Linked DNA regions of Mus musculus: all the other regions are linked to region 2. Evidence: chromatin contacts called from public HiChIP or PLAC-seq data. All regions are on one chromosome and are shown on one strand. The core of a region is the stretch at or near the end of the contact, and the rest is flanking DNA. Distances in the headings are between cores, read along the strand shown.

Region 1 (3,248 bases), core at 370-2,869, 590 kb before region 2:
CAGAAGCTTTTGAAAAGGCACACACCTGTGAACAAAGTCAGACCTTTAGAGGACTTTGCTATAGACACGAGCAAGCCCAACACCTTTCCAATAAGATCGCTGTCTCTGTCACTCACCTGAGTAAACCAGTCAAGAAAACAGGCCCAAAAGGGGACAGCCAAAGTCCCCAGCCAGTGTGGACAGGATAATAAATGTTCTCTTCCCACGGTTCACATGAAACCCAGGTCCACTGGAAACCTAGGACCTGAAACTTGTTCTTGGTTATCTATTATTTCTGAACTGTATGCCTATGAGAGAGCTTGATCTGAATCATGGTTTATTAATCTGTAAGAGGGTATTAAATGACATGGTAGACATGAAAAATTGTGCCAGCCATTTTCTGAGATTTTCTATGTGTCTAACATGTATTATGTTCCTCCTGAAATTCTCCCAAGAGACTGAGGTGGCAGTGGTATCTGCACCATACCTATGACTATAATGCTATATGCCTGTGGTCACCCTGTTCATAACTCCTCAGCCAAGAACAAAGACCAGAGCTGATTGTATATCTGTCAGGCCAGAGTAGGCTAATGCTGCAAAAACAAATAAGCTTCAAGTCCCACTAATGGAGAACAAGGCTAGTTTCTTTTAGGAGCAGTTTCAGGGATTTTGTGCTTTCCTTCATGTAGTGACCCAGCCAGTCATGAAAGACATTATTACCAACTTCACCTCCTTCAGCACATAGCCTTCAAGGTCACTGTACAGGAAACTGGTAATGCCTCATAAGCTCTCAAATGTCTCCAGTTAGATCTGATACCCACCACTTCCATATAGGTCCATTGACCAGCAGGAGTTTCATTGCCCAAACAACATCATAATGGGAAAATGAATGGTGGGATAAAAGTTCCAGAATCCTCGAGGGCAACCGGCCACCTCTGCCAAAATCTCTCCTTGATGTCAGAGATCCTGTCCTAGACTTAGAGCCAATTCGTGACAGCTCACCAGGTCTGCTCTGGTCAACCCTGGTTGATCAGAAGGCTTAAAAGATGCAAGCAGTAGGACGGGCTATAGAGAGGCAACCCAGGGGACAGGATGCCCAGCATCAGAGAATAGAGAATGAGGCTGCTCACCCCAGTTGCAGTTGTGTGCAAGCAAAGGCAGAGAGGGCTTGGTGGAGATGCTTGAACATCAGGGAGAATACAATGGAAAGATTGCAGATTGGCCAGAAATCCAAGCTATGCTCATTCCCAGGGACTTCAGGGTGGGTGCTTCTGTGTGCTGACTTTAGTTCCTAAAGTACACACTGGAAGGCTTGAGTACGATGTTTGTATCTCAAGGTTCCATCCAACCATGCCATTCCACTCTCAGAGGTCCTAGAAAGGCAGAGACACTGAACGTGGTTTTTCTTCTGAATGCCCAGCATCTAGCAAAGTACCAGGTACCTGGTTGGCAGGTGTATCAGAATCATGTTGGTTGCCAATAATACTAGATAGGATGGATGTTAACCTGTACTTAGAGCATAAACATTCCAGCCAGGCCTCTGGGTTCCCCTCACCTGCTTCTCACATGCCTCAGGACAGGCAGCCTCACTGACATACACATTTTACACAAATCTAGCATTCCAAGAGATGAGTCGTACTGCCCAGAGCCACACAGCTCAGCTCAGCAGCAGCGGACCTCAATGGGAACCAGGCACTCAGACTCTGAGCCTACGCTGTCTGCCCCTCTCCTGCCACGGTACCCTGGAATAGCTAAATGGTGTACACACCATCAAGATATCTGAAACTGTGTCGGCCACCTCAACACCAAACTCCCAGAGAGAAACTGGGCGGAGTGTGGTGTGAGATCGTGCAAACGGTGAGAACTGCTCTGCCCTCAAGGCCAGGGAAACTGATCTCTAAGTCTTGTTCCACACAGAGTTACCCTGGAGAGGAGCCCCTGGGCTGGTGCATCATCAGAGCACCAGGCAGGCAGGGAAGGCTGGGGCTTCCAAAGAGGTTCATTTTGCAGAAACATACCGAGTTAGGGATGCGGAGATGACTGTGTAGTCCACAGGCCAGATGCACCAAGCTGGATGCTGGGCACACCACCAGACTTCACCAGATGGTAGAGCCTTCCCAGCTGAAGGGCCCGAAGCCCTCTTGTACTTCCCATGGCTTGCCTCTGTCCTTGTTTACATCCTTCTTGAACACCTTGCAGGTCCCTCATCTCCCAACACCACATTCCTGTACCTAGACTGACCAAGGCTCCTCCTTCCTCCCACTTCCCACAAACTAGCAACACTGCTCTTGACCTTTGGAGACAAACTCTCCTCACTTAGGGCTCCATATGCTTCCACCTTCTAAGATGTGTTCTAGCATGTTTATTCTCTTCAACTCCACAGATCCTAACCACACACCTCCTTCCTTCACTGTCCCTGTTTGTCTGATTCTCCATTACAGAACAGGTGTGCCCAGAGCTCAAAGTAGAGACCTGAGAAGTCTCACTATGTCACCTCCTCCCTTTGCCTATCCAACGTCAGTCCGGCCCTTCTGCCACTAAAAGAGACATGGTTCATAACCATACTTTCCATGCCCCTATTCCCTCTGCGTGTGTTCAGGATATTTCTATCTTCCAGTCATATAAAAGCCAACCCATCATCAATCGCTTTCTCTGCTACCTGTCTTGGCACTCACCCATCTGCATGCTGTATATACAGACAGTTGGTCTAAAACACAAGCCAGTATACATCAGTCATTTGCAGCCGCATCTATCCTACATAGCATCTTCTCACTGACCAGGTCTCAGCTCACAGGCTTTTGTACACATGGGATCCAGGATGTCTCTACTTTCTTTCGTAGTTCTTGGCCAAACATTTATATGCAGAAGGCAGAAGTACTACAGGGATGGGCTTCTTCACACCCCATGCACATTTAAGATCTGGTTCCTATCATGTCCTCTAACACCCAGTGAAGAACATCAAAAACAACCTCAGATTCTTTGATATTCCTCCTCTGAAGTTTCCCCTCACTGTTAACAAAAATGACAGGAATCATTGTACTACTTAAATTAGCTCACCAAACTGTGGAAGTTTCAAATTCCTGGTTCCATAACCAGGGTTAGGGTTAGGGTTAGGGTTAGGATATTCTGCACCCCCCAGAGAACTGCCCCAATTTGTATCAAGTAGAGCAGAGAAGAGCCCTCCCCACTCAGACCTGCCTCATACATAGGCTTCTGAGCTAGGGGAAGTGAGAGCCCTATATTTTGGGGCAGTCTTTTACATAGCAGTG
Region 2 (2,967 bases), core at 139-2,638:
ATTATTCAATATCATGTGTTGAATAATTCTTTTCTGTTGCCTAAATAAGTGCAAATATTATATGATAGTTTGGAAAATGCACGTGCTGGCTCAGTATTTTAGAAACACAGAAATATCAAAACAGTTTTCAGTGTGGACAATATCAGTCCTCTTGCTGTAACCGAGCGTTGAAAATGCTTTTTATCTCTCCAAGCTGGAATGGACGGCTGTGAATTCTGGAAGTATCCATAGCCCATACCTCCCTCTTCTTTACGCAATTGGTGCCCAGCAGGGCTGTGTAACAGAGAAGGTGAGATCAGGTTCAGCTGCTGCCACCAAACTTGAAAAGGGTTGATTGATACCACGACTGAGGCTTTTCACAAAGAATATAAATCAACAGCGATGACTGACAGCAAAATAAACATTCTAGATCCAGAGTAATTAGGAATATATTAGCAAGTAAAATAAACTTATTATCATTAGCAAAATTGGCAGCTACTTGCATTTTCCCCAGGGGCTATGTTTCTATGTTTCACTTTTTTTTTTCTTGTAGATTAAATTAGGAAAGAATTAATAGTTTTGGAGACAGTGTTTTAATTTAGACTGTATTTACTTTTGTCCCTATCTATAGTTAGCTAAGTTCAGTGGTCCAGTGATAGTAATCCATAGCTATCAGGTTTTTTGGTGGTGGTGGTTTGTGTGTGTGTGTGTGTGTGTGTGTGTGTGTGAGCTGACCAACACACTGAGTCTGAATAAAGCTGTTGTTTACTCAATTCTCAGAGGACATTAAATTAGTAGATAATGATTTTTTTTTAAAAAGAATGTTTTTATAATTTTCTCCTTCTGTATATTTTTTTAGGCCTTTAGCACCTGGTGCCACTTGTCTCTAGGAAATGCCAAGAAGTGACAAAACCAGTTAATTTGAAGCACTGCCTTGCTCAGATCAGTGATGTCTGCATTCTGGGCAACTTTGTTGGCACCCAGAGAAGAGTTAAACATGTTGTCTCTCATATCTTCTGATACTGGTATTCCTCTCCAATGGGAAGAACATCTTTGAGTTTCATAAGGCATGAATTTGGAATCAGTGAGGGGGTTCTTTATTACCACCAGTGAGAGTTACCCTGGCAACAGAATTGAGAGAGCTGGACAGAGCTGGACAACTGTTGGAGAGTTCCTGTATCGAGGGAGAGATGCACTAAAGTATTTGGCTTTGATCAAAGAGACGTCTGACATTTGTCCTTAATGTTAGACATAATTTCTTCTTGTCTTCATTTGGGGACCTTGAGTCAGGTGATTAGTCTGACAAAATGATTTATGGAGGGAGCTGATTGCACCCACGTAGTTTGGGGTAAAGAATTTCCACATCAGATATACCAACTTTATACTTGGGGTTAGAGCTAAAACCTCTGAGTCATATGATATCAGTTGATCTGAAGGCCAAGATTAACCACATGGCCAGTGAATCACCCCCATGTGGTGGAATACAGATAAAAATGTCCTGACACCAAAGCTCAGATCAACCTTCCACCATGGAATGTATTACTCTAAACACAGCCGCTGGGAGAGTGGCATATCCTGTACCACAAGGGAGAACAACAGGAAGTCCTGCCCTCTGTCCCAAGGACTCCTTCAGTAGATCTCTATCTACACTCTTCCTATGTGAAACTGTGTCTGAGAGTCTAACAGCTTGTGGTTTAAAAAAAAAAATCTGTGAGTCCTCCCAGAAAAGTTCTGAATTTGAGGGTGGTTTTGGAATCCCCCAGCCCAAACTTGCTTAAAGTGTTATAATTAAAGAAAGTTATAGGGAATTTTGTACTTGCTCTTGTATAGTGTACAAAAGAGGCAAGCGAGTTTGCAATGTCAAGAACTATATATTCAGTGGATGCTGCAACCACTGAATATGCAGCCATGCAGCGGTTGACAGTCTGACATGACAGCAGCCATTTTCTATGATGAAACAGTCTGCCGAAGACACCAAGTGGACAGGTTTCCCCAGTGTCTCCATCTGTGAGTGCTCTGTCCAGGAAAGGCTCACATGGGTCTCCTACATTGGCTGGTTTTCCTGGATTGAAAGAAAAACAGATTGTTTTAGCTTTTACAGCAATAAACTATGGCATGAGATTGCCTTATCACAGGACTTGGGGGAAAGGTATCAGATTACAAAACATGACAAATGTGTACTACAACTATAAGGCGTGATTAACATGAACAAATGATTATCTCCATGGTATAAATGATTATCTGCTCAGAAGAATATGAAGAATCTACCCACTGAGGCTAGGAGGAGCCAGACACACCAAGTACCTATCTTTACCCAGAGGCACTGGAAGAATGGAGCTGGGAGGAGTGAAGCCTACGTAGGAGTACCATCAGAGACAGGAGACCTGGAAGGGAACATGACATTCTAGGTGCCTGTGCAAGGGATAATGATGGGATGATGTAGGTCTAGAGGTGAAACTCGTCTTGTAGAGTGCTTGCCTAGTACGCTTGAGAACAGGGTTTAGTCCTCTAGTGCTATACCCATTAGGGCATGGTGGAACAGCATGTATTCCCATCACTCAGCTGGTAGAGACAGGGAAATCAGAAGTTTAAGTTCATTCTCACCTATATAGAGAATTTAAGGCCAGTCTGGATTACAATGATATTCTTTCAAAAAGAAAAAGAGGAGGAGAAGGAAGGGGAGGAGAGCAGGAGGAGAGGAAGAAGTAATTTGAGTGTATTAGGTCTTTTCTATCAGATTAGGACAAAGTAGACCAAATTTCCTTATCTGAAAAATAGGGATAATATTAGTATTCATGTTATAGGGTTACCATCTATTGTTTCAATTACTTTGCTAACACTGGATAGAATAGCTACATAATGCATTTCAATAATTCAGTCGCTCAGCAAATATTTATTGGACATGCTACTCTCTATTCTCATACAGAAAGCTAGGAACCAGAGCTGGAAACTCACTGGGAAAGAATAATTAAACAAAACAAAACCCTC
Region 3 (3,477 bases), core at 129-2,628, 780 kb before region 2:
ACCATGTCTTCCTCTGGGTTTCCCATCGTGATAATGGACAAAACCTCTGAAACTGTAAGTCAGCCCCAATTAAGTGTTTTCCTTTATAAGAGCTGCCTTGGCCATGGTGTCTCTTCACAGCAATAACACTCCAACTAAGACACAAGGTTTCATTAGATATCTGAGAAACATATCCTACAGTTGCCCTTTCTTAAAGTTTACAACATTACACAATGATGGTTTAAGCCTGGGCAGAGTGAAAAAGTGAGCAAACTGATCTCTGGCTACCCGAAGTAAACACAGGAGTGAATCACTTGTACAGTGGGGAGGAGCTTCATCAGGGAGTGAGGAGCACCTGGGTTGTCTGACTCATATCTTCTATCAGTAGATCCTAGAGTCACATCTGTCCCTGGACTTAGCTTCACTCTTCTGGGGCCCTTCGAGTCTTAGTTATGGAAAACACATACACGTGCACGCACACGTGTGCACACACACACACACACACACACACACACACACACACACACTCTTCAGCTCAAGTCAGTTCTCACACTCTGGGGACAGAGTTTAAGCATCTCCCACCTCCTCCTTGATGCAGATACCCTGGGGATAGTGTTGAAGCATCTCCTATTGACTTCCTGCTGATGACACCCTAGGGACAGTGTTGAAGCATCTCCCACTACTTTCTTGATGAGAACACCCTAGGGACACTGGAAAAATAGTTGGCAAACACCTTCTCCTATCTCTGACAGATTTTGTCAGCCTTTCATCTAAGAAGCAAGCCCACAGCAGTACTGAATCCTAGCTAACTCCAGGATGTTTTTGCTGCATGCTCTCAGAAGACTTCAAAGTGCCAGCCAGGAGCAGTCACTTGCAAAGCAAGCTTGCAGTTCACTGATTAGGAGAGCAGGGCAGGTGTCCTGTCTTCAATTGGTCTTAAGGATAGAATCACAGGTCTTTGAGGATGAGGCAGTAATGAGTCCTCCTTCCTGTGGCTGCTGGTAGTCAAGTCCTAGAGGATGCATGGAGTGAGCTTCTTGCACAGGAACAAAACCTCAGCTGGCAAGTTTTCTCTCTCCATCTTTTTTCTCCTTCCATCATGAAGCTCTTATAGTCTTCTGTTCTGCAGTCAGTGACTGTCAAATGTATGCTGTGTCATCTGGACCCCAAGTCGCTGTATGTAAGCATGAAGGTAAGGTGAGAGGCAGGGCCAACTGGGGAAGAGCTTCCCAAATGTCACTTTCAGTTCTATTTGTTACAGAGATTTTCAGACTTGGTTGCTGTCTTTCCTTCCTGGTGTGCAACCTCGCTTGAGGTTCTGTCTGCCAAAAGCTGAGGGCTTTCATGCAGTCTGGGTTGTTGCCTCTCATACAGTTCCTGTGTCAAGCTTGAGTTTCCTGCCCATCAGAAAACCGTGCAACTGACAGGAAGCTCTACACCCACCGAGCCTCATCAGTGTTAGACAGGAGTGAGATTTTTGCATAAAAGACCAGCAAGTAGTAAGCACAGGGGCCTCAAGAGAAGCTCAGAGCACATCTGTGGTTAGAGTATGTCCCTGGCTCTGTATCAAAAGCCTTCTCCCTTAATGCGCTGGGGCCCAGTGGTGAGACTCACATCTCTACAAATGTTTATATTCTCATATCAGTTACTGACTGACTGGTGGTCCTTTTGCAGCTGGTAGATCTTATACCATGTAGAGTCTGAACAACCACACATGGCATACCAGGAGAAGAGTTAATGGAGCAGACAAAAGCCATGGAGAAAGATTAGAAATGGGAGTCAAGGAGACTAACAGACTCAGAGAGAGACATCCCCCTTATTTTTCTTTTTTGTTTTTTCATATATTATCCACTTATTCCATAGTTCAAGATCCTATTGGAGATTCTGCCTAGACCCAAGGAAAATCAGAGACAGAGTCCTTGCGATGCCCTGGCATACCAGCATTGTGGGGCATCCTGCAGGTACAGGCACCACAGGTATTTAACATCTAATACTTGGCAGGTCAAGGACTGTATCTGCCCTTTGCTTCCAGTCTTAGAGCAAACACACAGAGAACTCCTATATCATGTCACAAGCTCCAGATATCATGTCACAGAAATCACTGTGTGGGTCAGAAGCTCCACAGACAAGTACAGTGGTAGCTTCCTCCAGGAAAAAAGAGGGTGAACACCCATCTAAGAAGACTACCCAGAGCCTTGGGAGTACAGGTGGGCTAGGATCCAGCTTTTTGGTGGCAAGCAAAGTAGAAGAGGTAGGCTTCTCATCACTGTGCCCACACGGTTGGTGGTCCCACACTCCTGGAATCTCATTTCTCCTGATGTCTAGCAGTTCACTCTCTATGTATCCAAACTCATCTGAGAAAAGGGTGAGTTACTTAACACCCACTAAAGGTTCCCCTCTGTCCTGAAAGAGTGCTACTATGTAGCCACAGGCCCTTTATATCATGTCTACTCCCCTTATACTCTCAGTACCCCTTCTGTGTCCTAGTGCCCTCTACACTCTACCTACCTGAATTGCTTAGATCCCAGAAGCATCATGAACTGTCCTCAAACCCAGTGCAGGGGCCCTGACCTCCACTGTCCTCCAGAGACATCACCTACTTAAGTTCCTTTATCTTCAGCTTGGCCCCAATCTTAATGCTTATCTTTCTACACACTACTTTGCCCCAACAACATTGAGGTCATAGTAGTTTCATCAGTTACATTTCCTTCCTGGAGGAAAGAACTGTGTCCAAAGCCTCTTCAAAGTCCCACCTCTCATCTGGCAATTATTTGGGAGATGTTGGCAGAGGTATATACATTTGCATTCAGCATGAATGACTGATAGGCCTTTTAAGAGAGTCTCAAAGGTGTTAAAATATGACTACGCAAGGAAATACCCAGAACATAAGCCCAGAGCATAGGGCTCTTGTCATTTTTGCTAAATTCCATTCCTGGGCTCCAGCTGACCACAACACACTTGGTATTCCCTACCTAGCAAGAGACAGGATGCAGGCCTTCTCTTGCTTTACTAGATTCTAACTAATGGGGAAGCTTTGCTCAGGGAGGAGGTTTGATGTGGTGGCAATCCTTCCCTGAGTCCCTGGAAACTCCCAGAAACCACTGCAAGAAGTCTGAAGCCACAGACCACCCAGAAATAATTCTAGGATTTCATTAACCCAAGAACCAAATGTCCCAGTATGAACTATGTTTGTGACACTCTTGCATTCTGTCCACAATTCCAAAAGAAAGAAGGAATAAAGGAATGAAAGGAAGGAAGGAAGGAAGGAAGGAAGGAAGGAAGGAAGAGAGAGAGAGAGAGAGAGAGAGAGAGAGAGAGAGAGAGAGAGAGAGAGAAGGAAGGAAGGAAGAAAAGAGACAGAGGACGAGAGGGAGGGAGGGAGGGAGGGAGGGAGGGAGGGAGGGAGGGAGGGAGGGAGGGAGGGAAAGAAAATGGGCCTCAGATGCTGCCATGGTTTAGATGTGAATGCTCCTCAAAGTTTCATGTATTCGAATGCTT

The links. HiChIP or PLAC-seq counts read pairs in DNA pulled down with a chosen protein or histone mark.
Region 1: a contact with region 2 is called in a FOXA1 HiChIP or PLAC-seq map of pancreatic cancer cells. The contact joins two enhancer-like sites. A contact is called at or near these places in 2 of 115 datasets of contacts at active chromatin or transcription factors (memory CD8 T cells and pancreatic cancer cells).
Region 3: a contact with region 2 is called in a BATF HiChIP or PLAC-seq map of CD8 T cells, with 6 read pairs. The contact joins two enhancer-like sites.

Annotation. Positions count from the first base shown.
Region 1 is chr15:67,095,727-67,098,974 of GRCm38.p6, reverse strand. No RefSeq gene overlaps it. Among named protein-coding and RNA genes, the nearest start is that of Gm31342, 58 kb to the right of the region's middle. Within about 2 kb of position 1,619, at least 13 of the 459 cell types and tissues checked have an H3K27ac peak or open chromatin away from gene starts, as enhancers often do. A contact at or near this core is called in pancreatic cancer cells, where this site is marked.
Region 2 is chr15:66,506,587-66,509,553 of GRCm38.p6, reverse strand. It overlaps Gm31006 (a long non-coding RNA gene), which reads right to left. Exons shown (of 5, transcript XR_384154.3): 5 at 1,831-2,041. Among named protein-coding and RNA genes, the nearest start is that of Lrrc6, 7.2 kb to the right of the region's middle. Within about 2 kb of position 1,388, at least 64 of the 459 cell types and tissues checked have an H3K27ac peak or open chromatin away from gene starts, as enhancers often do. A contact at or near this core is called in CD8 T cells and pancreatic cancer cells, where this site is marked.
Region 3 is chr15:67,287,907-67,291,383 of GRCm38.p6, reverse strand. The region is part of intron 5 of 1700012I11Rik (RIKEN cDNA 1700012I11 gene); the gene reads right to left. Among named protein-coding and RNA genes, the nearest start is that of 1700012I11Rik, 63 kb to the right of the region's middle. Within about 2 kb of position 1,378, at least 77 of the 459 cell types and tissues checked have an H3K27ac peak or open chromatin away from gene starts, as enhancers often do. A contact at or near this core is called in CD8 T cells, where this site is marked.